Regions from separate parts of the Zea mays genome. Here region 1 is linked to region 2. Evidence: chromatin contacts called from public Hi-C data. All regions are on one chromosome and are shown on one strand. Each heading gives the region's core, a stretch centred on a gene start, on an enhancer-like site or on the middle of the called end of the contact. The rest is flanking DNA. Distances are from core to core; before and after follow the strand shown. Region 1 overlaps LOC103633607 (two-component response regulator-like PRR37). Region 2 holds the start of LOC100274319 (ornithine decarboxylase).

The links. A called contact is a pair of places that touch in the nucleus more often than the background predicts.
Region 1: a Hi-C map of root tip shows a contact between it and region 2, with 2.7 times the contacts expected there. The contact joins the enhancer-like site here to the promoter of LOC100274319 in region 2. A contact is called at or near these places in 9 of 25 Hi-C or Micro-C datasets (bundle sheath, ear, leaf and 3 more) and 1 of 3 datasets of contacts at active chromatin or transcription factors (leaf).

Annotation. Positions count from the first base shown.
Region 1 is chr7:183,979,125-183,982,698 of Zm-B73-REFERENCE-NAM-5.0, forward strand. It overlaps LOC103633607 (two-component response regulator-like PRR37), which reads left to right. Exons shown (of 11, transcript XM_035961211.1): 10 at 75-843; 11 at 968-1,943. The coding sequence ends at 1,072. Among protein-coding and RNA genes, the nearest start is that of LOC103633611, 11 kb to the right of the region's middle. Within about 2 kb of position 1,572, at least 2 of the 20 cell types and tissues checked have an H3K27ac peak or open chromatin away from gene starts, as enhancers often do. A contact at or near this core is called in root tip, where this site is marked.
Region 2 is chr7:184,151,426-184,154,956 of Zm-B73-REFERENCE-NAM-5.0, forward strand. It overlaps LOC100274319 (ornithine decarboxylase), which reads left to right and starts at 2,122. Exons shown (of 1, transcript NM_001148682.1): 1 at 2,122-3,531. The coding sequence starts at 2,223. The coding sequence ends at 3,461.

The DNA of each region.
Region 1 (3,574 bases), core at 322-2,821, 170 kb before region 2:
TAATATCAGTGTCATTAGTGAGTTATGAAAGCAACAGTATGTTGGGTACTAACAGTTACCACTTTTATTGCAAGGTACCATACATCTGCGGCTTCCAATCAAGGTGGGACAGGATTGGTAGGTAGCTGTTCGCCGCATGATAACAGCTCGGAGGCTGTGAAAACGGATTCTACTTACAACATGAAGTCAAATTCAGATGCTGCCGCAATAAAACAAGGCTCCAACGGCAGTAGCAATAACAATGACATGGGTTCCACTACAAAGGATGTTGTGACAAAACCCAGCACAAATAACGAGAGGGTGATGTTGCCCTCTGCTATTAAGGCTAATGGATACACGTCAACATTCCATCCTGTGCAGCAGTGGATGGTTCCAGATAATGCGACAGCAGGGAAAGCGAAGGCTGATGAAGTGGCCAACAATGCAGGCAGAAATAGTCATCCTGGTGACGTGCAGAGCAACCTGACGCAACAACATCGTCCAACCCTTCATTACGTCCATTTTGAGAATAGTGGATCAGGTGCCCTGCAATGTGGTTCCTCCAATGTATTTGATCCCCCACTTGAAGGCCAGGCTACCAATAACTATGGTGTGAAAGCCGGGAGCAACTCAGGCAGCAACAAGGGGCAGAATAATGGGAGTACAGCTGGTGCGAGCACGGCTGCTGCAAATGCTGGACGGACAGATACAGAGATACGGGCTATCGATAAAAGTGGACCTGGAGGTGGCAGTGGGAGTGGCAATGACACATATGTCAGACGGCTTGCTGCGAGCATGACACCACGACAAGAACAGCTAAAGAAATATAGAGAGAAAAAGAAAGATCGGAACTTTGGGAAAAAGGTAGCCTGTTTTCAATTGCATATTAATATTTATTCTTTATTTGTTTTCAATTGCATATGTTTAAGAAGAGAGAGCATTGGATAGAAGGACTGGTTTCTTTCTGATGGCTGTCTGCCATTTCCAGGTGCGGTACCAGAGCAGAAAGAGGCTAGCCGACCAGCGGCCAAGGGTTCGTGGACAGTTCGTGAAGCAAGCTGTGCAAAATCAAGAGGGAGATGGAGAGAGATGACCCCCCCCCCCCCTCTGGCTTCAGCTCATGGTTGTTAGACGTGGCGGTTGATGATTCTTCCTTCTCTGGTGTGATCTGATATGATCGACAACACACCATCCTTCCTTTTCTTCATTGGTTTCTTCACATCTAGAATTTACTGCCTGACCGGGAAAAAATAAGCTAGGAACTTCTATACATGTGTATGCATTTCTAATCATGTAGAAGAATAAGTGTGTCTTGACTCTAGATAATTTTAGGTAGAGTCATGCTCGCTCTCCTACATTATGTGATGTAACTGAAGTGTTGTTGTGTTGTCATGTATGGTCTTGGATCACTTTCTGTCAATATATTACTAGCCCACAACTACTATTAATTTGATGAGATGTATATAATTAAAAATATTGTAATAGTCCTTCCTTTGGTAGGTAGACAACAAACAATCTTGAATTCAGTGCATACATAAATCACTGTATAGATATATACACGTTGGGGTCTGCTTTAGATGAAGGTCCTCAAAACATTAACTAATCAGTTATTTTTTGAGTCTGTTTCAAGTGTAACAGGGTAAATGCTAAAGGACACCTTCGTTCGAAGATGATGCGCGGTGATCACGGTTGCCAAGACGAAGCTACAAACTTCAGACCGCGGCGCATGCACGTGATGAGGTAGGTGGCAAGAGAAGGGCCAAATCCCAGAGACTTGTTTATCAAGATTACTAAGGCAAAAGACGACAATACCCTTAATCATCTTTGTAGCTCATGCGTATAGGCTTGAGGGCATGAATGTAATTTTTATGAAGCTATACATCTTGATTATAAGCAATTGAATAGGTTGCAAAAACTGATTTCTAGTTACCACATCATAAATAATGGAATGTAAACTCTATGTACATTGTTTGCCAGTACTTGTTGGACTAACAAATATAGAAAGTGAAATGTCCAACATAATGTCACATGGTTTATACCTTTCTGCTCCAATTATATTATGCTCAGCTTAATGTGCGGACTTTTCCATGTGTATCCACCATGGATAAGAATGGACGATTTGCTCAGCCTCCACCAAATTGTAGTTCTCATCATCGCTATCCGAAATATTCATTCCTAGTTCGACAACTTCCCAAATACTTAGATAGAGTTAGTATAAATGGACTTTCGTCTTATGACTCCACCAAGAATAATATTAACAATTAAAATTTGGTTGTTTACCAAGCGAAACGAAAAATATAGGTATTGAGAGGAATGCAAGAATAATAAAAAATGTTTTAGAATAGTTTGGTTTAACTGTCTTTTGTTGATGGCAACACTTGGAGGTGGATTCTATGGGGGATGGATATCCCTGGGTCCTCACGCACACTAAAACGCGTCCTGGGCCGCCTAGCAGGTCTCTTCTTGGGTCATTCTACGGATGGGCCAATCGAGTGTAACCAGCCCAAGCAAGGCCAATCTAAGCCGGCGAAGACCAACGTCTGAGTTAAGCGCTACGGGAGCACGAGCATATCAAGCGGAGCAGTTGCGATCAACCGACAGGCTAAACCCCAGTCGGTAACTCGGGCAAATGAATGAGGAAGATTCCAGATATGTAGGGAGATAGTTTTCTACAAACATGGAGATGAGCGGTGGGCCGGGGTTAGCGTTAGAATTAAATCGGAGTTCGAAAGATAGTTCTCCTTGCTTAGAGTTGCTCAATCAATGCGGATAATGTTTGGGAGAAAACTCAAAACTATATGAGCAAGGGAACTTTTAGAGAGAGAAAAGAAAGGGAAACAAATCAAGTGTAGATCAACACAAATGAACACGGTGATTTGTTTACCGAGGTTCGGTTCCAAAGAACCTAGTCCTCGTTGAGGAGGCCACAAAGGCCGGGTCTATTCCAACCCTTTCCCTCTCTCAATCGATCACTCAGACCGGTCGAGGCTTCTCCTTAATCACTTGGGTCACTAAGACCCCGCAAGGATCACCACACACTTAGATGTCTCTTGCTAGCTTTACAAAGCACTTAGAGAAATAAGAATAGGAAGGAGAAAGCAATCCAAGCAACAAAAGAACACAAAACACCCTCTCTCAAGTCACTAATGAATTGAGTTGATTTGGAGGCTTGGAGAGGATTTGATCTTTGGAATGTGTCTTGGAGTGAATGCTATTTGCTCTTGTATTGAATGTGAACTTCAGAAAACTTGGATACCATTGAAGGAGGTGGTTGGGGGTATTTATAGCCTCCAACCACTTCCTAGCCGTTGGCACTTGGATACCATTGAAGGAGGTGGTTGGGGGGTATTTATAGCCTCCAACCACTTCCTAGCCGTTGGCTATTTTTGCTGTCGATGGGCACACTGGACAGTCCGGTGGTGCATCGGACAGGGCATTGTTCATTGTCCGGTGCGTGCCACGTCAACACGACGTTGGGGTTTGGAGCGGTTGACCGTTGGAACCCTTTGTCCTGTAGCTGCACCGGACATGTCCGGTGCGTTCTGACTTCGCAGCCTGACATCTGACTTTGCACTGTACACTTTTACAGTCGATC
Region 2 (3,531 bases), core at 872-3,371:
AAAAATTTCATCGGCAAAGGGTTCTTTGCTGAGTATTTTTTTCGGACACTCGGCAAAGACTTTGTCGAGTGTCAAAAAGCACTCGGCAAATAAAAACACTCGGCAAATTAAGAATCGAAAAAAATTAAAAAAAAACAGCAAAACATTTTTTTAAATTCTAGGAACAACTCTCCAATCCTACCTATTACCTTATTCGTTGCCCTATCATTTTTCACTATTATTTTGAATCAAATTTAGATACTTTGTAAATGGTGAGATTCGAACTCGTAACCTCTCTCTCACGCATACCCTCCTATACCACTACACTACTACATCAATTATGTCTATATTACGTTTTCATTCCCCATGTACTATAACAAATCGAGAGTAATTTGATTATTTAAGGCACTAAATGAGTTCATTTGAAAATGTGACCAACTATAAAGTTGCATAACTTTTTGAGATCTACAAGTTTTATTTTAATAGTTTTTACATCCGAGACCGTTTACAAAATTTGGATTTTAAATTTGAAAACTTCACACAAATTTTTCAATGATAAGATGATTTCAAATCAAAAAATTGTCAACTACAAAGTTTCATTAAATTTCAAGACCTACAACTTTTATTTTGGTGGTTTTTCCATCCGAGACAGTTTGAAAAATTCAAATTTCAAAATTCAAACATAGTTTTGCATAACAAGATGATTTCAAACCAAAACATTGTCAACTACAAAGTTTCATAACTCTTCAATACCTACAACTTTCATGTTGGTGGTTTTTTCTTTCGAAGTCGTTTTCAAAATTCAAATTTTTAAATTTTTAAATTCAGATGTAGTTTTCGTTGACAATATGACTTCAAATGAAAAAGTTGTCAACTATAAACTTCTATAACTTCTCAAGATCTACAAAGTTTATTTTGGTTGTTTGGTCATTTGTTGATCTCACATGATGGTTTTAACAATATGCACAATTTTATACGTCTCTCTTCTAGTTTTATAAACTCTCGAGAGAGATATAGGTTTTATGAACAAATTTATTTTTATTTTGTCATATGAAGAAATGTTCAATATATAAATTGTACATCATGATGAGTTATACAAATTTGTAGTTGAAAACTTTTTCATTTGAATTAATTTACTACTTTAAAATGTGATTTTTAAATTGTCTTTGCCTAGTGTTGGAGAAAAAACACTCGGCAAAGAGCTCTTTGCCGAGTGTTGTATTTGTGGCACTCGGCAAAGAGCCCTTTGCCGAGTGTCAAAAAAAGACACTCGGCAAAGAAACTCTTTGCCGAGTGTCAAAAATAAAACACTCGGCAAAGATCTTCTTTGCCGAGTGTTTTATTTTACCGAGTGTTTTTTGCGTGACACTCGGCAAAGAGCTTCTTTGCCGAGTGCCCGAAAAAAAACACTCGGCAAAGATCCAAATTCCGGTAGTGTGAGGCGGAGTTTGCTCCGAGGTTGAGGTCGGCTTCGGGCAAGGCGTAGTTTCCTCCCGAGGGCCGGACCATGCTTTATCATACGCGCATCCCATTCGGAGTTGTTTGAACTCTACGGGCGGCATGGGAGAGCAGTAGCCATTATTCCCGGGCATGCGTCATCGTAGTTGGTGCAACAGAGCAAATTCAACTTTATAATTCATTTCAATTGATTTATAATAAAAGAAAATACTTAGAACCATAATTCGTGATTCTAAGTCACTCAAATCTTACAAATTAAACTAAATATTGAAAAAATTGTTGGTTCGAAAACTAGGGTGGTACATTCTAAGTATATATGCAGTCCATCTATGGAATGAATAATAATACAGATAGATACGAGTACCCATCTGTACCATGGTTTTTTTTAAGTGGCATTCCACGTTCTATGTAAGTTCCGTTTCTTGATCACTGGATCGTTTTGAAAACCTGGCTGCTAAGGGTTGCTGTGCTGTGCAAACTGATCTGACCATTCAGCCCCGCGCGGGCACCAACTAACTAACACACGTGCCTACCTAACGCAGTCCTCCGTGGACCATGGAGGAGGTGTGGACAGCGTCGTCGTCTTCCCGCCGATCCACCGCCCGGCCGCCCGTGCTATAAAGAGGAAGGCCAACCACGGACACCCATGCCAAGCAGACCAAGATTTATTTGTTCGTCGCATTCGATTCATTAGCAGCTCCCTGCTTGCCTTGCACGTGGTGACTGGTGAGTTCATTCACTTTGCCAAGTCATCACGTCAGCAGCAGACCAAGACCAACAGAGACATGGGTGGAGGCAGCCGCATGCAGACCGTGCTGTTGGCCCCGGGCGTTAAGGACAAGAAGCTGCTCTCCTACACCCGCCGCAACGCGCTCAAGGAAAAGGACGCCGTCACCGACCTCATCCGCTCCATCATCGCCACGTCCAGCCCCGTCCAGCGGACCGCCTTCCACGTCTTCCGCATTGACAACGTCCTCGAGCTCTACTCGGCCTGGCGCCGCGGCCTCCCCGACGTGCGCCCCTACTACGCCGTCAAGTGCAACCCGGAGCCGGCGCTCCTCGGCGCCCTCGCGGAGCTCGGCGCCGGGTTCGACTGCGCCAGCCGCGCCGAGATCGAGGCCGTGCTCGCGCTCGGCGTCCCGCCCAGCAGCATCATCTACGCCAACCCCTGCAAGTCCGAGCCGCACCTAGAGTACGCCGCCGCGGCCGGCGTCAACCTCACCACCTACGACACCGAGGAGGAGGTCGCCAAGGTCAAGCGCTGCCACCCGAGGTGCGAGCTCCTGCTCCGCCTCAAGGGCCCCGACGGCAGCGAGACCACGTGCGACCTAGGCACCAAGTACGGCGCGCGCGCCGACGAGGTGGTGCCGCTCCTGCGCGCCGTCCAGCGCGCGGGGGTCACCGTGGCCGGCGTCTCCTTCCACGTCGGGAGCCCCGTGGCCCGCGTCGGCGTGTACCGCGCCGCCATCGAGGCCGCCCGCGCCGCGTTCGACGAGGCCGCCGCCCTCGGCATGCCCCCCATGCGCGTCCTCGACATCGGCGGCGGGTTCACGGCCGGCGCCAGCTTCGACGACGCCGCGGCCGTCATCAACGACGCCCTCGCGCGCTCCTTCGGCGACCTGCCGTGCGTCGAGGTCATCGGCGAGCCGGGCCGCTACTTCTGCGAGACCGCGTTCACCCTCGCCGCGCGCGTCATCGGCAAGCGCACGCGCGGCGAGGTGCGCGAGTACTGGATCGACGACGGCCTCTACGGCTCGCTCAACAACATACTCATGGACCACAAGGTCCCGCGCCCGAGGCCGCTGGCCACCCCGCGCCCCGGCGACAGGACGCACACGTCCACGGTTTTCGGCCCGACGTGCGACTCCCAGGACGAGGTGGTCACCGGCTACCAGCTGCCCGAGATGAGCGTCGGCGACTGGCTCGTCTTCGACAACATGGGCGCCTACTCCACAGGTTCCGGCTCCAAGTTCAACGGCTTCGACACGTCGGAGATTAAGATCTACGTCGCCTACTCCAGCTGAGCTAGCAATGCATATATCGACGGCGCCCGCCATCATATGCATGCATTATTACACGTCTATATACATATAG